Regions from separate parts of the Mus musculus genome. Here region 1 is linked to region 2. A link is a contact called in public HiCAR-type data. All regions are on one chromosome and are shown on one strand. The core of a region is the stretch at or near the end of the contact, and the rest is flanking DNA. Distances in the headings are between cores, read along the strand shown.

Region 1 (5,220 bases), core at 1,822-4,321, 2.4 Mb before region 2:
CTCCAGATTTGACAGTAAAGTTGGTTCTGTGCTCAGTGACAAGACTTTTCTGTATTCCCCTTCCCCTCTCTCCTCTACTCCTCAGTGAATTGCCTCCATCTCCCACCATAATCTTTGCCCTTTCTGCCCTCTGTTTCCGCATTCCCGTTTCCTCAGACAGATGTCTGAGTTGCAAGCAACAGAAACTAATTCTGAATAATTTAAGCAGAAAGAGAATCCAAAATTCTGTGCGATTAGATCATACAGAATCACCAATTGAGTTCTGAGTCTGGCCTAAGAACCCCTAAAGTGAAGAGCACAGATCAAAACGCCAACATTGAACCGGCCTGGTGAGATATAATCACGCTATTCACCAGAAGGGGCAATTCACCAAGAAGTGTCGTTGGTGTATACTAAGACACCAGGCTCCAAACAGTCAAACCACTTTGATAAGCAATGAAATCCAGATGTAATTGCCCCAAATGTTGACACTTTGGTCCTAATGGATTCTTCATAATATCACTTCCCCTCCCTGAATCAGGAGTAGCTCAGGCTGATTCCTAAATTTGGCATCTTGTACTCGAGCTTTAACTGCAGTGAAGGCTGACAAAATGTCTAGAAATCTTAGGTTCTTGGTCTGCACCTCTGACTACGAAGCACTTCTGATGCAGGAAAAAGATTCATTTAGAAGCATGTAGTTGTGGTACCCACTGGAGGCTGCCAACCTTTATGGCTTAACTCCAGTGCCACCTCCTCTGGAAAGATTGCTCTGATATTTCCAAGTTGTAATCACAAGACCCCACAAAGTCTCCCTTCCTGCCAGTCTGCCTGTGAAACATGAGCTACTTCTGCCCAGGTATCTTCCCTGGACCTCCCTCATCCATCATTTATTTTTAGTTCTCTTAAACGCAGTAGTTAATGTTTATACATTACCACATCCACTACCGGGTTCGGTGGGGTATATGTTGGTGAATGAATGAATGAATGAATGAATGAATGAATGAAAGTGTTCACCTCCTTTGACAGGCCTTTATATCAGAGGTCCATGAAGGACTTCCACAGACTCTGCCTTACATAAGGGAGCCCTTTTTTTCCTAGTGTGCACTTCTATAAATGGACTATGTCAGCATATTTGAAGAAAGGGGCATAGAGAATCAGAAAGCCCCATGGCAGAGGATAGTGGCGGATTGTAAGGGTACAAAGGAGAGACTGAAGGCAGCAGGGCAACATATCTGGAGGAGTAAATGTACTGGAGCCGGCATCAGAGAGGCAGGAGATCATTTCAAATCAGAGGACCTGAAAAGCTAGATGTCACCACCACCACCACCCCCCAACACACATCGAGGGTTCACAGATAAGTAAGTGGAGTTTGGGAGCTGCATTTTTCAAACTCAGTAGCCCCAGAGGACTCAGTCCCCAAGGTCACTGAGGGCAGTTCAATTTCATAGAAATAGGTAAGGCTTAGAGGTTGAGAGTTTGAATCTTGGTTTTTAGCCAAGTGACCTTGGAAAGTTTCTTCACTTTCCTGACATACTGATCCCAGGTTGTTTTTTTTTTTCCAAACAAACAAACAAAAAAAAAACGGGAAAGTGCACACCACCCTCATGGGGTTATAATTATGTATAAAACTCACGTATGCACATGTCTAAAACCTAGAGAAGTGCACAGACCTATATTTTCCCTGTGTTTTTAGATATCTGACTTTTTCCAAAAGCTTCAAAATAGTTTCAAAAAGTGGTGAAGGGAAAAATGAAAGAGTAGTGTGAAAGGGAAGAGGCAGAAAGGAAAAGTTAGGGGGAAAACAAAACAAAACAGCCAATGGTAAGACTACAGTAAGGAACAGACAGCCAAGCTCCACAGAGGAGGGAAATGGCTCATAAATTATAGTGAGGAAGCTTTTGTAAGATTAAAGTCAACGCAGGGAAGAAGGAAATGAGTGCAGAGATGAAAGACAGAGCAAAAGAGGTAAGAAGATGAAGAAAAGTTTTACTAGGCAAAGGAGAGTGTGCAGGTCCATTCTCACAGAGGTGATGTTTCCCTTTCAGTATAGGTCTGATGTATCTAGGTTAGAAACTGGAATCAGCCCAAGGCCACAGGGTATTCTAAGACCCAGATTTAAGGTTAAACTTGAATCTCCAGGGAAATATGTGTGTGTGTGTGTGTGTGTGTGTGTGTGTGTGTGTGTGTGTGTGTGTGCCATGAGCAGAGTTGATGAGTGAACAGCCCTCTCCTGTGGGAACTGGGAAACGACCCAAAGCCTAGGATGCCAGGAAAGGTCCCTTCCTAGTGCCCTTTTCAGGAATTTCTTACTGAGATTGGAAGCTGCCAAGTAAAGCTGCTCCAAACTTGGAGCAGGGAGGCAGAGTAAAAGTGCCTGAGTGGGCTGCCTGGCAGGGCCAGCATGGAGGCAGCTAAGGGCCAGAACAGCCCAGCTGGAGTCAACTGGTGGGGAACATATTAGAGGTCAAAGTCCCAAGCTTATGTGTGCACTAGCCTTCAAGGCTGCAACCCAGACCTGGATGGAGAAATGACGTGTGGTCCTCCTGGTAGTGAGATTTCAGACAAGTGGTTGGGGAGGATTTCCTGATGCCTCTGGGAACTTATTTCAGAAGATAGAACAGGGTAGAAGATTGAAGAGACTGATTCTTGAGATTGATGTGGGGAGGAGAAAGTTGTCTTGGCTGTCCAGAGGAGCACTCAACTCCCAGGAAGGCCTGGCCTTGGTCAAGGCTTGGCGACAGTGCTTTCCCGGGTGTACTGCAGCTTGAGCCAAGGGTGGGATGAAGCTAAGGTAGTTGATTTGACTTAAGAGAGATTGGAGGAGACGCAAGAGGGGCCCCTAAGTGTAAAGAATTTTAGAGAGAGATGTTGGAGCTGAAGAACCCTGTGCAGGAGGCTTTAGGGGAAACCTAAGAAAGGGGAGGGAGCTACTGGGACCTGTACGAAGCCGGGCGGAGCCTCCGAAAAGCTCAGGGTCCGCCAGGGGAGCGGGCGAAGGGGGGGCCGGCGGCGGGGCGCGGGGAGGCGGCGCGGGGGGGCGGTCCAGGGCTGATCGGGAGGCGGAGCCCCGAGCTGGGGGCTGCTGGCTAGTGGCTCTCTAGGCTCCTTAGCTCGGGCGTCCTGGTTCGCTTCAGTGTCCGCTGTCTCCACCGCTGCTTCTTCTTCCTTCTTCTTCACGGTCGCCACCGCCCGCAGCACCGCAGCCCCTCCTGCCATGGCCGCCGCCGGCGCCCGGCGCAGCCCGGGCCGCGGCTTGGGGCTTCGGGGGCGGCCGAGGCTCGGCTTCCACCCGGGGCCGCCGCCGCCACCGCCGCCGCCGCTGCTGTTGCTGTTTCTGCTCCTGCTGCCGCCGCCGCCGTTGCTGGCCGGCGCCACGGCCGCCGCCGCCTCGCGGGAGCCCGACAGCCCATGCCGGCTCAAGACCGTCACCGTATCCACGCTGCCCGCTCTGCGGGAAAGCGACATCGGCTGGAGCGGTGCCCGCACCGGGGCCGCGGCCGGGGCTGGGGCCGGGACCGGAGCCGGGGCCGGAGCTGCTGCTGCTGCCGCCTCCGCCGCGTCCCCGGGCTCCGCGGGTTCAGCCGGCACAGCCGCGGAGTCTCGTCTCCTTCTCTTTGTGCGTAATGAGCTCCCCGGGCGCATCGCGGTACAAGATGACCTGGACAACACTGAGCTGCCCTTCTTCACCCTGGGTAAGGGTAGGCGCCGCACACGCGGAGTCCCAAGAAACCCAGAACCCCTAAGTGATACCGGACGGGTGGGGGCGCCCTGGGAATCCCCGCTCCAGGCTGCCCCATCAGGGTTGGCAAAGGGCAGCCCAGGGGCCCGGAGGGCGCACAGGTGGTTGTAAAGAAGTGTGGGGCAGGAGGTCCTGGAGCGCGCGCTCTGGGAGCCCGGGGGCGTGCCAAGGATCCCGCAGCGGGGACCTGGCTCTCAGTTTTGCAATCAATTCTCTGAGCTCCGCCCCTTGCATCTAGGACGCAGAAGACCCCAAGTCTCTCGGTGTGCTCTGACCAGGTACTGGGCAAGGAAGACCCTTGCTCTGAAGCCAGTTCATGGTCATGCTGCGCACTGCTCTTCTGGACAGCTCCAGTTGTCTGCCCCCTCTGTCTAGTCTCGAGTTGTGGATCCTCCCCTTCAAGACCGGTTTTCTTAGGATCAATTCAGACTAGCTACGTGAACAAGGAAAGACCCAGTCCTCAAAAGCTTTCCCTTCTCATGGTCTTGGTGACCTTGGCTAAGTCTCTTACCCTCTGAGCTTCGGTTTTTGGCTTTCCTTAAATTGGGGCTGGAATCGATTGAGTCGATATTTGAGGACTGAGGTTCTGAGCCCAAGATCTCTACTTTTAGATTCTCCCTCCGTCCCCGCTATCCCTATCACCTTCTCTTTTCTCCATTACTCCTAGTCGTGCGTAGGCTTGTCATTGCTGTTCACTTACTGGGCTAAGAAAAAGGACCGAAGAGGAAACTGATGGGGGTAGGGGGCTCAAATAGTAAAGTTAATCAGAAAGTTCGCCAGCAGCTTGCCGCCTGCTGATTCCCAGCGCGAATTCCGGAGGAGTCGGCCCTTCCGTGGAGCTGTGGGAAGCGCGGCTGATTTCCCACCCGGGTAATTGATAGCTTAATTATCTCAGAGAGCGTTTACAAAAATGTTGTTCCCCTTAGCTCTCCCGCGCTCGCTGTTCGCTCGCTCTCCCCTCCCCTCTTGGGGGCGCGGGGCCGGATTGGTTGTCGGAGTCAGGCCAACAACAGTGCGGGAGAGGCGCCAAGGGCTCGCGTGGAGACGCTTCTGCAGGATCCTTGTTTTGGGAGGGATCTGAATCTTGTTCTAGTGTCGCGAAGTGGCGGGCTTTAGTGGTTGGCATACTTAGGAGCCAACCTGGAAGCTCCGTATTAACTCTTTGCTCTCCGGAAAAGACTTTCAGATTAATGGACTAGACTTCACTCTTCTGGGAGCCCTGATGGTTTTTGTATTTGCTAATGCCTCCCTCCTTTCCCTTTCCTTTACGCATTTGAGCCAGCAGCCAACCTAACCACTAGGTTTGGAGGCACCATGCTTTTCTGACTGGTTGTTACATGAGTATGTGGAGCTTTCTAGTGGAGGCAAAGCAGGAAAACTACTGGTGGGTTCCCGGGAGACTTCCGGTGGCAGTATGGCTCAATCTCAATCAATCTCTCTCTCTCTCTCTCTCTCTCTCTCTCTCTCTCTCTCTCTCTCTCTCTCTCATGCAAAGGACACAT
Region 2 (5,144 bases), core at 373-2,872:
GTCTAACACTTTCTCTGCTAACTGAGAAGAGGTAGCCTGGGTCTGCTTAGGAAAGCCTAGAGGCGTGGAAGCATTCACTACTGGTGGAAAGACAGGCTTGTGCCACTGAAATATGTTTTGGCTAACACGCAGAATGAAAAAATTCCCAAAGCAACCAACATCTGAATCAGCCCAAATGGTTTAAAAGTTCAAATGAGTCGTTTTACGACATGACTATTTATGGCTGTTCCTGATGTCTGAGCGGTGTGTGTGTGTGTGTGTGTGGGGGGGGGGGGGATAGGGAACACTTAAGCAGGCAGTCTTCGAGTCCTGGAATCGGTGCCACCCTAGGGATAGCCTAATTTTGTCTTGCTTTATTCTCCCAGGGAGATTGAAACTAAATGTTATGAGAAAGGCTGAAGGATGGTATCAATCAGTAAGTGGATGGTTGAAATTTCCGATAATAGTTGTTAATTAAAACATCAGAAGTCTCTTCTAAATTACAGAACAAAGAGATGCATTTTCCACAGTCCAGCAAAGCAGCTGTGTCTGTTGTCATGGGTGACAGTTTCCTACTTAAGCATCACTCACTGTTTCTGGTCACCAATGTGTCATGGAGCCATGAATTCTAAGTGCTTCCCAGGCACAATTCCTTGATGGCATTAAACTGCTTCTCTAAATTGCAGGGTATAAGCACTGTCCCAAACAAGCCCAGAAGTACCGTGAGCTGAGCTTGGCCCCAGGTGCCTTGGGGATACTTTAACATGCTAAATGAGGACTTCAACCTAAATAGTGTTACCTTTTGAAATATATTAGTGCTTCTCTAAGAAAAAAAAAAAAAAGTCTTCACTCAGCACCTAGGTACACTGAGAGCTCAGGAGTACACCCTGAGCTAAGTACTACACCCTACTTAGTAGACCCTACTAAGTAGAAAGCACTTAGTATGTGGCATAAACAATGTCAAAAAGTGACTCCTGAGGGGACATTGGGATCTGGATAAAGATTCCTCCAGGCAGCTGGGCACCGCTGGGTCCTGCTTCAGAAAAGCTCACTTTTCTAAGCTCCCAGTATGGTTCCCACCTGCTGAGAACTAATCTTGGGTTATCTCCAAGCTGGCCAAGAGAAACCTGAACTGCCCCGGGCTTGCTCAACTCTCCTCGATCTCCTCTTTCCAGGAACTCAGGTTCAGCCCTCAGGCTTTCTCCGAGGTGCCACCCCGCAGCTGCTGCCCAGAGCCTGAGGGAACCCAGGTCGTGTTTCCAGCTTGCTCTAGTCCAGGAGCAGCGCCAGGATCCAGTTCCCTCATATCCCAGTTCCCAAGGCTTCTGTTTCACAATTAGAATACTCATTTGTGGAGCAATGCAAAAATCACACTTCACTAACAACTACTCTGCGGGGGCGGAGGGAGCTGAAATTCCTACTTTTTTTTTTCTTCACTATAAATTGTATGCAAATGGTCCGTTAGCTGGCGGCGCGCCTGGAGTGAGTGCGTCTTTCATGAGCTAACCCTGTTCCGCTGGGAGGGCTGTGCCTTTAACTCACCAACTGAAAAAAAAAAAAGTGGGAAAGGATGTCTGGAGGCGAGGCGTCCCATTACAGAGGAAGGAGCTCCCTATATAAGCCTGCCAAAGCTGGCTGCTCCGGCCACAGCCTGCCTACTGTCACGCGTCTCTCCCGCGCGCAGACACACACCCTAGCCTCTGGTGGGCACAGACAGTGGCTGGGAAGACGCTAGGGACCGCGCGCTTGGGAACTCGTTGTGGCTTAACCCAGGTACTTCTTCACGGAGCTGGTGCACCCAGAGACTTTGCTTTTCCCGACCTGGAAAAGGTGAGTCTGTTGATCCCATCACCCAGGATCTTTCTGGTGTGCTCCTGGCATTCCCGGTACCCAGTAAGATGTGGGTTTGTAACTATAAAACTTTTGTTTAATTTCCAAGCCCGGTGTGATCAGATGCGGCCCGATTATTCTGTGCTTGCCCTCCTGCGGTCATGTATTTGGTATGGATCTGTCAATAGTCAGAGGAACTCAGGGAACTTTTGGTAAAGTTTTGTCTCTGCCTTTCTTTGGAGGAAATGTCTTACTTTAACTCTTACCCTTTTACCTCGTTGATTCTCACCTGTGGATTTTCCCCTTTTGGAGCGTTAGAGAAGTTGCATTTTAAAGTGGCATTCACTCACAGCACTTGGGTGGGATGAGTACCACGTACCCGTAGTAGGGAGAACACAACCGTGCATCTACACAGTCTCAGCACTTGACAGTTTTCGTTCCCCTCTTGTCCCATTTGATCCTCAGTGTCCACTCTGGGGAAAGATAAGAGCTGGATACCAGAGCTAGGAGATGAGTTCTGGGCACGGATGAAAAGCCCACAGGCTGTAAGATGAAACTGGTGGGCACGTCTGTGGGTTCTTGAAGCAGGGTGCCATCCTCCTGATTCAGAGACCTCAGGTGGGGCATGTGTAGAAGGTTTGGAGGCATCTGAACCCCATATTGCTCCCAAATCGGCCTCCCTCCTGACACTTTATCCCAGAACCCCAGTAACATATTCCCTTCCCTGGTGAACTTTGGAAAGAGCACAGAGATTCCTCTATGCCATCGTTGTGACAGGGGGAATAAGAGGTTGGGGTTTGACCCTAGAAGTGGCTTGGGCATTCCCACTAGTGCCACTACAACATAAATGTGTCAGGAAAATATGTAACTTCTATGGACCTTAGTTTCCACTTCTCTAAAGTGGGGACAGCAGCTCCCCTTATAATGAGGAGCGAATGAGGAACAAAAAAGATCAAATCAGCAACTGGGCAATCTCTGTCATGGCCCAAAGCTGCCAACACCCTGGACGTGAAAAGCGGGGCCTCTTAACCCAGTTTTTCAGTGTGTCTGCTTACCCCCAAAGCCTCTGCCTTCTTATCTTGCCCAATCTGAGACAGCCTGCTAGCCTGGCACGTAGTGTTTTACAAGCAAGGGGTGTGTTGGCACCATTAGGAGAAAAGGTGGCAGCCTCGGGCTTGATGTGAATCTGGAGTTCTGACTCCAGAATGTCCTCAGGCATTTACAGGCTGAAGTGCTTGGCTATGGAGTGCTGTGTGGCTGGTGGTCTTTGGAATCAGATTCTTTGCCTCAGAGGATGAGCCAGACTGGGAGCTCTCTTTAAGAGTGAATGCCTCTTTTTCGTGTGTTTTCGTGGAATCTTTTTTTTTCTTTGTTTTATAGAGCTTTCCCTATATGCACCTTAGAAATGAAAGCTGCTCCCCACCCCACTGCCTTTCCTGAGATGCAACAAAGCTCACCAGGGCTGGTGAGAGGCATGCTCTGTCTAAATAAGCTGATGGAAAGTTCTCCTGTCCTATGAACCAAGGCTTTCGAAGGGCATGGGGGATGGGGGTAGTGTGCCTTGGCCTGGTACATTCCAAGAATGTGACCACATCTAGGGAAAGAAGGGGGTGCAGTGTGTGAATATTCTCTGGGTTACTCAAATGGGGTGAGCACGAGAGAGAGAGAGAGAGAGAGAGAGAGAGAGACAGAGACAGAGACAGAGACAGAGACAGAGACAGAGAGAATGGGTGAAGCCAAGCTTGGTAATCACCCACTCCCTCATTTGTTCAAAACACCTAGCTTCGCGCTCTTGGCCTCTCTTTCCCCTGTCTCAAGAGGTGACAAGGCTTCCATCCATCAGTTTTGTCACTCATACAAAGAGGGTGAGGAGTTACCTCTCCTGGGGCTCTGTGACATACACACCAGAAGAGTTCAATAGACAGAGGTGTTTCTGTTTACCTTGTTACTAGATCACAGATACTTTCAAGATTAATGTCCTAAACAAATGTTTGTCAAGTTTAACAATAGAAGCAGTTATTAATAAATTATGAACAACCCTCCTCCCTGAGTTTCTGACAGATAAAAATGAGGTTGCATGGGCTAACATGGGGTTAAGGGGTGCAAACACACTATTCATACCCCTGGAACATTTTTACCACATTGCAAACAATGGGACACACAGCTCCAGATCTCACAGCTAGGCAGTGCTTACTCAGATCAGTGTTCTGAAATCCAGCAGCTATGGGAGTAAGGACAGTTCCCCAAATGAAACAGGAGACAGGAATTTTAGAGGCTTAAGAAAGGTTGGTTACTTCAATCAATGTCAGTAATCACTATAGCCAGCATAGAATTAACCAGTGTATGAGCTATAGGCTCTTGATGCTTCCCTGGGCATCATGGTATCAAATGGCCACAGCAGGTCTCTGGAGCATGGGTGTACTTATAAGACAGAGAGACTCACAGAGCAGAGAGATTGGGTCTTGGAACTCAAGTGATAGGGCCAGAATCTAAGCTCATATCTTTCTTTGGAGGCTGTGCTTCTTTTCAACGTGTCAGCTTCTTGTATAGCCCTCAGAGGGAAAGCACTTCCCTTCTGACAAAATATGCCCCACCAGGCAGACTGTGGCCACCCATAAATACAGCAATAGCCTGATCATATAACCAGAATAGAATTTGGAAAGGGAACTCAGGCTGACAGAATGAAAAACATACTCCCTGAATCCTATCCGTTCTCATGTTCGCTGTGAACTAAAACCACCTCTCATCTCTCTTCCCGCAGTTTCATGAACTTACAAACTGGCTTTCACAAAGCATAAAGGCTCCTCCATACTGAGGCTGTATGGGTTTGAAAAGTAGAACTTGAGAAACAAATATTTAGTTGGTTCTCCATATACAGTTCCTCTATGGTAGTCAGACACTGACATAAAATAGCTAATAGTCAGGGATGAAGTGTGACACAGTGATGGGGAAGACTGTCTACTTAGTTTTCTAATACTGCAAATTATGAATCAACAGCTCCATTTAATAGATGGAGAAACTGAGGCTCAAGGAAGCTGAGTAGCTCAGCCCAGGATCTTCTCACAAGAGTCAGAACTGGCTGCAAACCCAAACTTTCTAAGTAAAACGCCACCGTTTTGTCTCTTGTGTCACGCTGCCTCTTGATGTCAGACTTGGCTACCCAAGTGCAGAACTGTGCACGGTGTCCTTTGGGGAATGGCCAGAAGAGCACACAAGACTCCAGCTGGCATTGGTGCCTCTTGATTTCACAGAGGAGCCCTGCAGCTATCGTTTTTCATGGTGCACAAGAAAGGTTAGCTGGTGGTAGTGCAACCCAATGCTTAGAAACGGAAACA

The links. HiCAR-type assays count read pairs that join an accessible place to other places.
Region 1: a HiCAR-type map of astrocytes shows a contact between it and region 2, with 4 times the contacts expected there. The contact joins the promoter of Astn2 here to the promoter of Tnc in region 2. A contact is called at or near these places in 1 of 39 promoter capture datasets (hippocampal neurons) and 1 of 115 datasets of contacts at active chromatin or transcription factors (astrocytes).

The regions. Positions count from the first base shown.
Region 1 is chr4:66,402,334-66,407,553 of GRCm38.p6, reverse strand. Astn2 (astrotactin 2) reads left to right here and starts at 3,071. Exons shown (of 23, transcript NM_207109.2): 1 at 3,071-3,671. The coding sequence starts at 3,194.
Region 2 is chr4:64,043,414-64,048,557 of GRCm38.p6, reverse strand. It overlaps Tnc (tenascin C), which reads left to right and starts at 1,622. Exons shown (of 27, transcript NM_001369211.1): 1 at 1,622-1,809. All of the region lies in intron 4 of 8030451A03Rik (a long non-coding RNA gene), which reads right to left.